Regions from separate parts of the Mus musculus genome. Here regions 1 and 3 are each linked to region 2. The links are chromatin contacts, called in public Hi-C and promoter capture Hi-C maps. All regions are on one chromosome and are shown on one strand. Each heading gives the region's core, a stretch centred on a gene start, on an enhancer-like site or on the middle of the called end of the contact. The rest is flanking DNA. Distances are from core to core; before and after follow the strand shown.

The links. Promoter capture Hi-C pulls out the DNA fragments that hold promoters and counts their contacts. A called contact is a pair of places that touch in the nucleus more often than the background predicts.
Region 1: a contact with region 2 is called in a promoter capture Hi-C map of pre-B cells. The contact joins the enhancer-like site here to the promoter of Adss in region 2. A contact is called at or near these places in 10 of 39 promoter capture datasets (the C10 cell line, the HPC-7 cell line, HPC-7-derived erythroid cells and 5 more), 2 of 484 Hi-C or Micro-C datasets (bone marrow-derived macrophages and embryonic stem cells), 4 of 115 datasets of contacts at active chromatin or transcription factors (the 230-238 cell line, double positive thymocytes, extraembryonic endoderm stem cells and 1 more) and 1 of 9 other capture datasets (macrophages).
Region 3: a contact with region 2 is called in a Hi-C map of B cells, with 12 read pairs. The contact joins the enhancer-like site here to the promoter of Adss in region 2. A contact is called at or near these places in 10 of 39 promoter capture datasets (the 3T3-L1 cell line, the C10 cell line, the HPC-7 cell line and 4 more), 2 of 484 Hi-C or Micro-C datasets (B cells and pre-B cells), 4 of 115 datasets of contacts at active chromatin or transcription factors (the 230-238 cell line, astrocytes, embryonic stem cells and 1 more) and 2 of 9 other capture datasets (adipose tissue and macrophages).

What each region holds. Positions count from the first base shown.
Region 1 is chr1:176,731,409-176,735,407 of GRCm38.p6, forward strand. Cep170 (centrosomal protein 170) reads right to left here. Exons shown (of 20, transcript NM_001099637.2): 20 at 2,245-3,999. Among named protein-coding and RNA genes, the nearest start is that of Gm26104, 33 kb to the left of the region's middle. Within about 2 kb of position 1,638, at least 51 of the 459 cell types and tissues checked have an H3K27ac peak or open chromatin away from gene starts, as enhancers often do. A contact at or near this core is called in the 230-238 cell line, double positive thymocytes and pre-B cells, where this site is marked.
Region 2 is chr1:177,795,031-177,799,088 of GRCm38.p6, forward strand. It overlaps Adss (adenylosuccinate synthetase, non muscle), which reads right to left and starts at 1,479. Exons shown (of 13, transcript NM_007422.3): 1 at 1,182-1,479. The coding sequence starts at 1,364.
Region 3 is chr1:176,710,436-176,714,935 of GRCm38.p6, forward strand. No RefSeq gene overlaps it. Among named protein-coding and RNA genes, the nearest start is that of Gm26104, 12 kb to the left of the region's middle. Within about 2 kb of position 2,181, at least 2 of the 459 cell types and tissues checked have an H3K27ac peak or open chromatin away from gene starts, as enhancers often do. A contact at or near this core is called in B cells, where this site is marked.

The DNA.
Region 1 (3,999 bases), core at 388-2,887, 1.1 Mb before region 2:
ACTGGGGAAACTTATCCTCTCTCTCTCTTTCTTCTTCTTTTTTTTTTATGTTTTTTTGTTTTGTTTTGTTTTGTTTTTGTTTTTGTTTTTTTCAAGACAGGGTTTCTCTGAATAGCCCTGGCTGTCCTGGAACTCACTTTGCAGACCAGGCTGGCCTCGAACTCAGAAATCTGCCTGCCTCTGCCTCCCGAGTGCTGGGATTAAAGGCGTGCACCACCACCGTCTGGCAAAACTTATTCTCTTATTGCAGGTTCCTTCATCTCTAACAGAGAAACTCAAGAGTCGTGGGGATAATGCAGCTAACACTCTTGGTAAACTGCCCAACAGGGCCGTACTCTTTTCTACATTTGTGCCTCAACTACCTCAAATATGAAGCAGTTGAATTAAATGTAATATCTGCCAATTCTAGATCTAATACTACATACCTTAAAACTACAAACGTCCATCCACTTCAGAATAGGACTTTGCAATAGCTTGAACAGTATGGTGAAACTAAGAAGATTTCAGGGAACAAATGTTTACTGCATGTTTCCGTATGCATATGAGCAATGCAGAGCAGTGAACATTCCAACAAGCAATGGCTCCAGGTGGCAACATCAGCTACATATAGGCATCAGCAAGGGACTGGCTTTATGGTTTGGGAAACTGCATTTGGAAGGGAGGGGGGGGGGGAGAAGTGATTTAGCTCGGCTCAGGGAACTTAAACAAAACTTTGAATATACAGCTATGAGGCTCAGATATTCCTTCTAGATTCCTGTTGTACTGGCCACTCTCACATTCAAATAACATAAAGGTTTCCCAAACTTAGACATGTTGTGGACTATTTCCTGGAGATCTGTAATTTGCATGCAACTACAGGTCCAACAGAGTATCTCAGACATGGGTGGTACCACCACAGCTCTGGGGAGCCTCTGACCGTGTTTAAGACCTAACTGGACTGTGGCATAGCAGGTGTCAGTGAATCAAGAGCACACAGGAAAGCAAACAGGGAAGAGAAGGGCTACAAAGTTCCTACAACCTGATGAGAATGAAAATGAATCAAAAGGAATCTGAGCATACAGAGCAGTGTGTATTCCCTTTAAGATCAGCCAAGGGGCAACAGGAGTATGACTTATGGTACTAGAGGAAAATGGGCTTTTCACCCTCTCAGTGTAGGATCAAGGACCGTTTACTTCTGATGAGTATACTGCTTAGTATGTTAAGACAGTAGCTACAGAATGGATTAGGTCTGGGCAAAACTGAATCTGATGGGTTAGGCGACTTCAGTGAGTTTATATATAAGAACCTTGCAGTGTTTTTGAAGCATTATTTCATAGTCCCTTGAACTACAAGAACCTTAGATAAGATGAAGCTCTCATTTTATAGATCAGAGTTGAAGGACCACATTCACAGGAATAGGTCTGGATCTCAAAACATTCAACTGAAATCCCTCAAGAGTTGTTCCTGCCAGAGACACAGCAAACAGGTCCAAGGACAAGAAGGAAGTTAGAGGATGCAGAAGCTGAACAGGATGTCTACCCTGGAAAAGACAAGGCCAAGGACACAAAGGAAGTTCAATGGCACAGAAGTATGGCGTTCTACCCAGGAAACACCTGCAGTGACGTAAGAGAAGTACATACACATGTGTCATATGAAGAGGGGAAATGAAAGTATACAAGACACTTGCTATGGTATCAAAGAAGGAAGTTTTGTGAAGATGTAGGTAGGGTCTGAGGAATGGCAGGGCTGTGGGTAAACAGTGCAGGGTGGAAGAGCAGGCAGAAATTATACTGAGAAGCAGCATGTAACAGGGTTAGAATATGGAAAGCCACACAATCAAGCTGTGAAATTCTTGCTATTGATTAATAACGGAGACATTCAAGACTCTTGAGACCCACTGAGAATGAAAAAAAGTCTAAATTGATATTTTTTAAATTGAAGATGTTCAAGATATTTAAACTTCTCCTTTGTTTCCCCGATATACTACTGTCAGAAAGCTTTTGGATGACTCAAGGCTGACTACAAATAACTTGTGTGTGTGTTTGTGTGCATGCATGTGTGTGCTTGTATGTGCACATGCACACATCCATGAACATATGTTACACTAGAGTATTAAGCTATTGTATTACATTTGTTAGTAATCCATTAAGAATACTGTTTTGGATGATCATATAGTTATTAAAACTGGAAGGTTCCTTTATAAAAAGTTGTTTGGTAAATTTATAAATGAAAATATATCACATGGTAAAAGACATGAAATCTATGATCATTGCATAAAGTTCCAGAAACACTTTATTTAAAAATGGAGTTGTAAATGCATAACAAAATAAAGTAATAAATGTAACAAAAATAAATAAGGAGAATGTATTCATATAAAATAAAAATAACATAGTAAAAGGCCAAATGTTTATAATTGAACAAAACTGTGTAAACAAACAATAACGTAAGTAGATAATTTAATACCTTCTTAGACTCCTTATCTTGTATTCTTCATGTAGATAGACTCAGTACCAAACGTTAACTAAAGGGGGGAACAATCATGATTATTATGCATAACTTTTTCTTGAAATGGACTGACCCTGCTTCGATGTTTTGTTTGTTCCTTCAAAGCATCTCACTTCCCTTTTACATTTGTTAAAATCCTTTTGAAGTTTTACTTCATGAGAGCTGTGAATTTAGCTTTACAAGGAGAACAAATCCTTTTCTGTTTTTTAATTTAAAGAAAAATATGAGATCCATTACACAGCAGACTTATGTTTTACATCTTACAAAAACATTTTGCATTTTTATTAACTGATCCAACATCATAGGATTTCTTAGATCCTAAAAAAAAAAAAACCTTGAAGAGCAGTTACCTTTTCCTTAAAACAAATGTAGCGTAGGTTATTGCTAAGATATCAAAGACCACATCACAAAGCTGCAGTTTACTCTTTATAGACTTAGAGCCTTTGAGTAAATCCAGGCCTATTAATATATTTAAAAGAATTAAGATTCACCCAAATTATAGTGTTCTGGAAACACAAAAATAATTCCTTTATTTAAAAACTTATTGAAATGTGAGCTTACTGGAAAGAAAACAAAACAGTAACAAAAACCAAGTTTAGAGAAGATATTTTTCACAGGCTTTCTTTTTAGTAGCGATAAGCCCAAAGCCTTAGTCGTTGTTGCTGTCTTGCAGGGTCCTTACAAATGTGTAAGACTGACAAAGGGTTACTATGGACCTACAGGGAAACACAGAAGCAATTCAATGACTGGGAGTGCAACTATCAACTACTCTCACAACTACTGATCTTCACGTCTCCTAATGAAGAAAAATTAACCTCATGATCATTTGAGGGGCATTTCTGTAACATAAAAACTTGGTAACACAGGACAAATATACATGTTCTTAATTTTAAAAATATACTCCACCTAAACTATCTGTCAAATTTAACCTTCCTAGCAATTTAATCTAAAAGGAGAGACAAAATCGTATTTCCTTAAAAAGAAAAACAGAAGAAAAGAAAAAAAGGAAAAAAAGAAAAGTGCCAAATAGCTTTGTATGAAAAGTGGAGTAAAACACTGTGGGGTTAAAACAATACAGTATTGTCAACTTCCTATGTACAAATGTCAGTCCTTAGTGATATATGCATACGCCCATCTATCACTCCCAGTAAATCTTAGTGCAAACATAATAATTAATTTCCATAAACCCCAAGACAAGTTACTTAGCAACAGTTATAAATCACACTATGTTGGAAAGTCTTAGAACGCAGGACGGCTGCTGTGGAGGGTCTGCTTCACTCTACAGAGCAGGGCGGCGCTGTGTCCAGTGACTGTGAGGAATAATATAAACCCTAGTATTAAGAAGCAAATTGAAAGGTTTAACAATCTGTACAGCGGGTGCCAAAGTTCATCTCAGGGGGCAGCTTGGCACAGGAGACACAGGGGCTCAGAAATGTGGATATTTTAGTTTGTTTGTAGGTCACAGCATGGCTTAAAACAAACAAACAACAACAAAAAAAAACTATGAAGGGAAAG
Region 2 (4,058 bases), core at 229-2,728:
TTGGATCACCTCCTAGGCGAGTCAGATTCCAGGCCAACACCTGTGAGAGCACCATTAAATATGCATGTTGCCAGACAAGCTGCTGGAAGAGAAAGAACCTGTGAAAGAACCCTGTGAATTGAAGAATGGTGGTAAAGCGGCAGTTGGAGCAATAGGGCTCCACACACAGTAAAAAGATGACCCAAGTCAAAGCACCTGGCCTTTTACAGGCCGGTTTCTTCATACGTTTCAATTTTAGGTAAAAAAGCTTTCCACGATTAGCCTAGACCACAAGGCACCCCCACACAAAACCATGTACCTTCAGGGAGAAAAAAATTCTTACAATCTAAATACGCCACCATTAACTTCCAACACTGCACCTTGTTTTGAATGTGGGAACTGCTCATTTATTTTGAATTCTGAAACGGGGATGATAGTTTTCTGAGAGCCTTTTTCAAAGGCCTACCCTCTAGGCTGCTTCAAAGCAAATGACTAATAAGAAAAAAAAAAAAAAAAAAAAAAAAAACTAACACTAAAACCCACGTGTCTCCGGGTAGGAAACACTGGATTTCCTGAAAGTCAACTTTTTATATTACCGAAGCATTGTAAACATTTCTAAATTATCCGACTTGAAATCTCCGTATTTAGTTGCCTCACACTCACTTTTCAACTTACTGGGGATTCCTTAAGGACCGGTGAGTAATAAAAACAGATCTCCCCTTAATAGTAGTCTATGAAATACGAGTTAAAAACAAAAAACAAACAAAAGCACCGGAGGGCCCCAAACAGTCTCATCGCCCCGTAGCGGATTCTGCTATCAACAAAGTGGACCGATGGAGGCGAGGTTCTGCGTGCCTAAGCCTGTAGGTAATGCAGTGCTGAATCTCGATTTCAGGGAAATTGGGGAAAAGGACCCTTCCTAGTCCGCGCCGGCGGGTGGGCCTGGCCGGGTCTAGCCAGAGTCCCGAGCAGGCCTCGGGCGGAAGCTCCCTCAACTCTGCCCGCGGCGCACCGCCAGCCCAGTCCCCAGACCCCGAAATGCAGCTCCAACATCGCGCATCTTCCAGGTTCCTCCAGAGTCACCCGGAGCGTCACCGGAGACTCCAGGGCAGGGGTTCCCCGCAGCTCCCAGCCCGAGGGACGCACCTCAAGGTGACACCTCACCGCGCCGGCCGTCCCAGAAAGGGCCCGGCTTCCCTCACCTGGCAGCGGCACACGATGTCGGCGTCCTGCGCCAGTAGATCCACCACCTTCCCTTTGCCCTCGTCGCCCCACTGCGCTCCCAGCACCACAGTCACCCGGTTCCCTCCGGACCGCGCCCTGGGGCGGCCACAGTCGCCGTTGGGCAGGGAGGTGGCCGCCGGGCTGCTCTCGGAGATCGACATGGCTCCCGGCAGGGCAGAAGAGCCTTAAGGAGACGGGGCAGGAGAACGGAACGTGAACCCAACTGCTGCGCCGCCACCAGCCACATGCGGAGGAAGAAGGAGCCAGAGGCCGGCCCCGCCCCCGCCCCGAGGGCCGCCACCCTCTCTCCAGGCCCCGCCCCGCGCTCCGCCGCCCGCCCGCTCAGGGCGGGACCACACTTGGCGCAGGCCGAAGCCTCTGCGCGGCCCGCAGGCGCCACGGCCTCAACTGCCGCCACCCCAGGGCGGAGGCCACACCCCATCCCCGGCTTGGCGCGCTGCTCCGGGGAGAACCGCGCGAGAGCGGAGGCCAGGGGGCGGGGCTAACGGAGAGTTCCGCCCTCTGTGCCCGCCCACCAGCCTCTGGCCTTTCAAACTCGCGGTAGGGAAGGGGGTGAAAGAGTGTGGAACTACAATTCCCAGCATGCAATGCTCTGTGAGATGGCCAAGGCATGGCACCACAGTGTCAGGGTTGGCTGGTTTCGGTCTCTAAAAGCCAATTTGGTTTTCTGTGTCTAAACACTTGGGTATCTTAAAGAATGAAATACCCTTACAAAATGTAAACTGGGATTTAAAAATATGTGGAGGCTGGAGTGGAGCCGAATAAATTTAGAACTGAAAAGGGACTAAAAGTGCAAACTAAAAGCAGTAAAAATGAAATCTAGAGATAGCATCCTAACTCTTCCCATTTTTACAGTATCTGGGGCACAAAGATGAGTCAATTGCCTATGTCATATCCGAATGTACCTGGGTTATTTGATCCCCACAACCTTAAAGTTTACAATATTTTGTAAAATACGTTCGTTCTACAAAACAATTTCTCTTCTCCCATTTTTTCTCTGTTGAAGTGTTGGAGATCAAATTCAGAACCTTGTAATTTGATGCGAATACTGTACCACTGAGTTATTCGCCCCCCAGACCTTCGAACTCTTAAATAGCTTATCAGTTCCTCTCATGGGCGTTAAAATGGTACTTTGGACAGTTTGCAGATTGAGTAAGCCTAGGTGCTTCTCAGTGTTTTAATTGTAACTGATTACAGAGTGTGCCTATTGTCTATCTAATGTGGGTTTATCTATGTATTTATTTACTTATTTATATTATTTGTGTGTGAGAGGTCACATACCATGTTGTGTGTCTGTCTGTCTGTCTGAAGGCCAGCAGAGGGCCTCAGATCCCTGGGAGTCAGAGCAACAGGTGGTCGTGAGACATCTGAAAATACAGCTGTTCTCAACCTATGAGTTGAGACCCCCTTAGGGAGTCAATCAACCCTTTCACAGGGACTGCATATCAGATGTCATATCTGTTAGGTATTTACATTATGATTCACAACAATAGCAAAATTACAGTTATAAAATAGCAGTGAAGTAATTGTATAGTTGGGGGATGGGGCAACCACAACCTGAGGAACTGTATTAAAGGGTCACAGCATTAGGAAAGTTGAGAACCACTGAGACAACAGGTGCTAAAGAGGGAATCCAGATGCTCTGGAAGAGCAGCACGTGCTCCTAACTACTGAGCTGCCTCTCCAGCCCTGATCTAATGTTCTCACTGCAACCCAAACTGTGACATTAAATTTTGGTAAAGGAAATAATTGCTTTGAAAAAAGACTAATAATAAAGAATGTAGCTCATTGCTTGCTAGCACATGTAAGACCTAGGATTTAATACTCACCATTACAAACAAATCCATATGGCATAGAATCATATCCTGTGTGCTGTCTCCCAGTGTCCTGATCACCGAGCATCTATAAAGTCCAGTTTTACATTGCATAGTTCTCCTACTCATATACTAATCAGACCAGTCTCTGCTTGAATTCTATGGTGGGCAGGGTTTCAGGTGTGATTATAATAGGAGTACTTACTGTACCAGTACTGGTCTTATCATTAAGTACGGAGAATCTATGCTATACTAAGACCTCTGAGCACAGGTAACACAGTGAATCAAGATCACCAGTTGGGACATGAACGGTGATCTACTACTTCTGTTCTCCTGGTCCTGACTTCTCCCCCCCCCCCCCTTGGTAGCCATTTTAAAAGTCTCTCCACTTTGGTTAAACCATGCCAACTGCCTTGAAACCACAGGAGTCAGCAATAGAGAACTGAGGTCATTTGTTTTTCTGGATTCTTGCCACAAGTCTCTAGAGCCTGATAGTGCCTGGCCATCCAGAGTACTTCTTAATCATCCCACATGCTTGACTACTCATTTGGGAGTCCTTGCTAAGGCCAATTTGAGGGCCAAAAGAGGAAACCTATCAACATTCCCCTTGTTGTGACCATAAAAAAGAGAAAGAGCTATAAGAATATGTTCTGGCAGGGTGTGGAGGAAGGGGGTTATTCAGTGGGCCCAGGTGGAGGCATCCCTTCCCCCTGAGGAACCAGACACACACCACTATAGTATAGAATAGAGTTTATTCAGGGCATGGGGGGGGGGGTTTTAAGAGGGTAGTAGAGGCAGAGAGAGGCAGAGAGAAGGAGAGAGTAGAGACGTAGTGGCCGGTCATAGCCACGTGGAGAGAGGAGGGGGAGGGAATTGGAGAGAAGGGGCACAAGGGACAAGAGAGAAGCAAGAGAGCAAAAGGGTAAGAGAGAGAGAAGGGGCCAAGCAGCCCCTTTTATACTGGGCCAAGCCTACCTGGCTGCTGCCAAGAACTATGAGGTGGAGTTTAGACAGAATATC
Region 3 (4,500 bases), core at 931-3,430, 1.1 Mb before region 2:
ATCATATTGGGGGAGGGGATGCCAAAGTGTTAAGGAAAACATGCTGAGAAGAAAATCAGAAGAGAAGGAAACATTACAGGAAAGTAGGCAAAGTTAATGCCCAACACTAGGATAAAAGTTGTCAGTAGTCTGAAATTCAAATGTAAGCAGGCATCCTGTGTTGTTCACCCAGGCTAACAACCTGCAGAGACCCCTCTCTGGGTACACCTTCAAGCCCTGTCCTGTTCCTTCCCAGCACTGTCCTGGAGAGGGACTGAGAAGGCAGTGTTACGCAAACAGTCATCTAAAAGGGAGATGATTTCTGTCACCGTTTGAAACAAGCTTAGGGTTATTGTTTCCACTCCAACCTGCAATTGGTGCTCCTGTTCATTATAAAGAAGTGTGGGGCTGTGTTCCCCTTTGTATAGTCTAAACATACATTTGAAAATATGTATGTGGGACCAATGTGTGTTGTGTGCACGTGAATGTGCCAGTGTGCATGCTCACACAGGGGTCAGGGGTATTTTCTGTCACTCTTGCCTTATTCCTTTTAAGATAAAATCTCTCACTGAGCTTGAGGCTCACCACTTGTCTTCACTCCCAATATCTAGAATTACATCACACACATAACCCTATGCCCACTGCTTTATATGGATGCTGGGGGTGGGGGTTAAACTCTGTCTTCACATCTGCAAAAACAAGAACTATTTCCTACTAAGCCATCTCTCCAGCCCTTATTGTGGCCTAGTATCCTGCTACACTGGCTGAAAGGAGTGGTGTAGAAATAACACGACAGAGACAGGAGAAAGCTTGTTCTTTCTTGAGAGATACCTGGGATAGTGACACACTTCACAGGCCCTGTATAAGTGCGTCTCTGTGGCTCCATCCCTTCCTATCATGAAATGGTGAGACTTCAGGCTGCAGCTTGTAGCACATGCAGGTGACGATGGGGGACTTGAGCAAATTCCTAAGGGAACAGTACAGTTAAACCCAACAACTCAAGTTTCCCTTAAGTGAAAACACCACAGGCTTCCCTGCAGGAAGGCATTCTGTTTTCTAAGTCACAAAGCTTTTATGAAGACTAATAAATTAATGTTGTCAGTGGTGACTGGGAACTTTGGAAAGCTATGGCGTGTTTTAGAAATAATTATTGAGATATTTAGTATGGACCCTACAAAACAGAAATACGAACTAGAAGACTCTTATGAGGCACATTGTGGAACTGAAGAATTGGGCTTTAGGGTTTTTTTATACTGACTGAAATGTCATAGCTGAAAAGGACTAGTGACCACATTTTATGTACCATAACATTAAAATAATCATCAAATAGAAATTTTTTAATAGGCAAAGAATCCAACCTATGGCATAGTCCTAGTAATAACAAGAGCCATGACATCACATTATAATTATAAATATTTTAATACCTGGAATAGAGCTTGCCAAAAAAAACCGCATTTGCTTTCATACAACATATTCTGATCACACTTCCTCCTTTCCCCAGCTCCTCCCAGATCCTTTGTATCCCACCCACCCAACTCCATACCTTTTTTTTCTCAAATAACATATTTCTCCTAAGACATGTGGAATTTTTTTAAAGGTTCTGGCTTTTTTGTTTTTTTGTTTTGGTTTTGGTTTTGGTTTTTTTTTTTTTTTTTTTTTTTTTTGGTTTTTCGAGACAGGGTTTCTCTGTATAGCCCTGGCTGTCCTGGAACTCACTCTGTAGACCAGGCTGGCCTCGAACTCAGAAATCCGCCTGCCTCTGCCTCCCGAGTGCTGGGATTAAAGGCGTGCGCCACCACGCCTGGCTAGACATGTGGAATTTAATAAAGTATTAGTTTAAACAAACCAAAGCAGTGTCTGTCACATATTTAACATGACTGTGCATTATACATATCTGAAAATAGGACGTCAATGCATATCTTTTCAGTATTTACCCCAAACTTATTTATTTCCTTAGATTCTTTTTATCCACAGAGTCTATATTAGTATTTCCTGAAAATGTGTCAGGAGATACCACGAAAGTAGTTTGGGAAATATCAGTGCTGGATAAAAAGACACAATGGAATTTAAATATTGAACCTATACAGTACTACATTTTAAAAAATATTTATTTTTATTTGTATGCATGTGTATGTATGTACATTTGCATGTAGTGCCTTCAGAATCCAGAAGAGGGCAACAGACACCTCCACTTCTGAAGCTAAAGCGCCAGATGTTTGTGAAATGCCTCAGGTACTAGGAACTCATATCCTCTGTCAGAGCAGCAAGTGACTTTAACCACTAAGCCATCCATCCCCACAGAACTACTTTTGAAATGAGTCTATACTAGCGTCTTGTGTAACTGAAGAATTAGGCTTTAATTTTACTTATTTGTTTGTTTGTTTGTTTTTTATTGCTTGAAATGTAAGCACTGCACAGGACTGGAACTTAAGGCTGTTTGTTATTTTGAAGTTGGTGTCTTCTTTGATCACAAGCCATACTTCTTAGCCCTCAACCACCTCACCCTGTTATCATTTGTGGCTGTGCTTAATAGAAAGTTTTAATTTAAAACCTAAAACAGTTAGTTTAAATTTTTCTTTAAACATGAGTATGTTTTTATGTTGTTCTGTTTTTTTTTTCTTGTTGTTTTTGTTTTTGTTTTTTTTTTTGTTTTTTGGTTTTGGTTTTTTTTGGTTTGGTTGGTTGGCTGGTCATTTTGTATTGGTTTCTCTGTGTAGTTCTGGCTGTCATCAAACTCTCTCTGTGGACCAGGCTGGCCTCAAACTCATAGAGATCCTCTTGCCTCTGTCTCCCAAGTTCTGGAATTAAAGGTGTGCACCACCACTGCCAGCCAGAGCGTATTTTTAAAGGGTTTCTTATAGAAGAAAAAAATGGAACACTCTTCAGATATAATGATTCAAAACAAGATCTTGTCATTATGTGTTTGTAGACATTGGTTTATAGTCATAGTAATTAATGAAAATAACTAAAAATTTCAAACTTTTCAGATGGAGAATACTATCTAAATTTTTGTGTTTTATTTTAGTTATAAAAATATCAAAAAATTGTAGCTTGTATATATCAATGACTTTACTTAGCATCAGAGCTTTGGGTATATTTGTATATGTGTATTTTAGAGGTTGACTTGTAATTAAAGATACTTTCAGATTAAGCAGATTTAACATGGAAACCTTTATCCCTGAAGTAATTTACCTATAATTTCTATTTCTACCAAGATGCAGTAACATAGGCCAAATTTATCATTCCCAAGCAGCAGACACAACATACAAAGCAGTAAGTTTCATATGTACATAGACATAAAGGAGGGTGATTGAGAGGCTCATGCAGATATGTTCTAAAATTGTCCCCATTTCTTCCCCAGAGGGAGTTTCCGGGTTTGGCCTAGAGAGAAGGCTTCCTTTAAGGCCTAGCAAGATCAGAACTTGGTATCCAGGCAGCTAATGTTTACAAAGTATACAGGGAAGAGAGAACTTAACAGAGACGGTGTGTGTGTGTGTGTGTGTGTGTGTGTGTGTGTGTGTGTGTGTGTAAAGATGCCTGGAGAGCCTTCTTCTGAATCCTGAGAATACATTTCTAAGGAAAGGATCCTAGGGTCATTGTCTAGGAATACTTTGGGTTTTTGCTCCCCCTGGTGTTAATCAGTTTTCTGTTTCTATGACAAAATGCCTGATATAATCTATTCAAGATAAATAATTTTTTGTCTCTCAGTTTCCAGGGTTTAAACAAATGGTTGGTTTGGCTTTCCTGTTTCAGTGCAAGACTGAAGCAAGGCAGGCACCATGGGGGAGAATGCATGAGGGAGCAATCTTGTGCAACATGTAGCGGGCCACACCAGGGTCTAAATAGCTTCAAGGACATAATCCCAGCCACCTAGCTTCCTTCTACTAAGGCCTATCTTCCATTGGTTGTAACACTTCCCAATAGTGCCACAGTGTATCCACCATGGGCCTTTGAGTACATTCAAATTCTAAAATATAATACTTCTAACTAGGTTAGAAAAACATCATAATTCATGTACTGTGTATATCAATAGAAGGATTTTGCATCAATATAGAGATAAAATTAACTTGAGACTAAAGACTTTGCTGATCCCATGTAATGAAGATTAGCCTAAAAAGAATCTTATGAGAATAAAGCTCAAGAATGTTTTAGGAATACAAAGTTATCCATCACTCAAGAAAAAAAATGTTTAGCATCTAGCCAAATTTATTAGGCATGCCAAGAAGCAGCAAAGTGTGACTCACAGTGAGCAGAAAAACAAATTAATAGAAATAGACCTTGAAATAGCAAAGAGAGTAGAACTGTTAGACAATGAACATCAGACTGGTTATAAATACTATGGCCCATTTATTCAAGATAGTAAAGAAGAGATGAAGCATATTAAGTAGTTGTGAAAGATATTAGAAGCTCTTTTATATTTATTTATAAGAGGCACATGCCTGCCATGTGTGCATAGGTCAACTATATGCAGATGGTATTTGATTTCTTTCCCATCCTGAGAGTCACAGGGATCAAACTTAG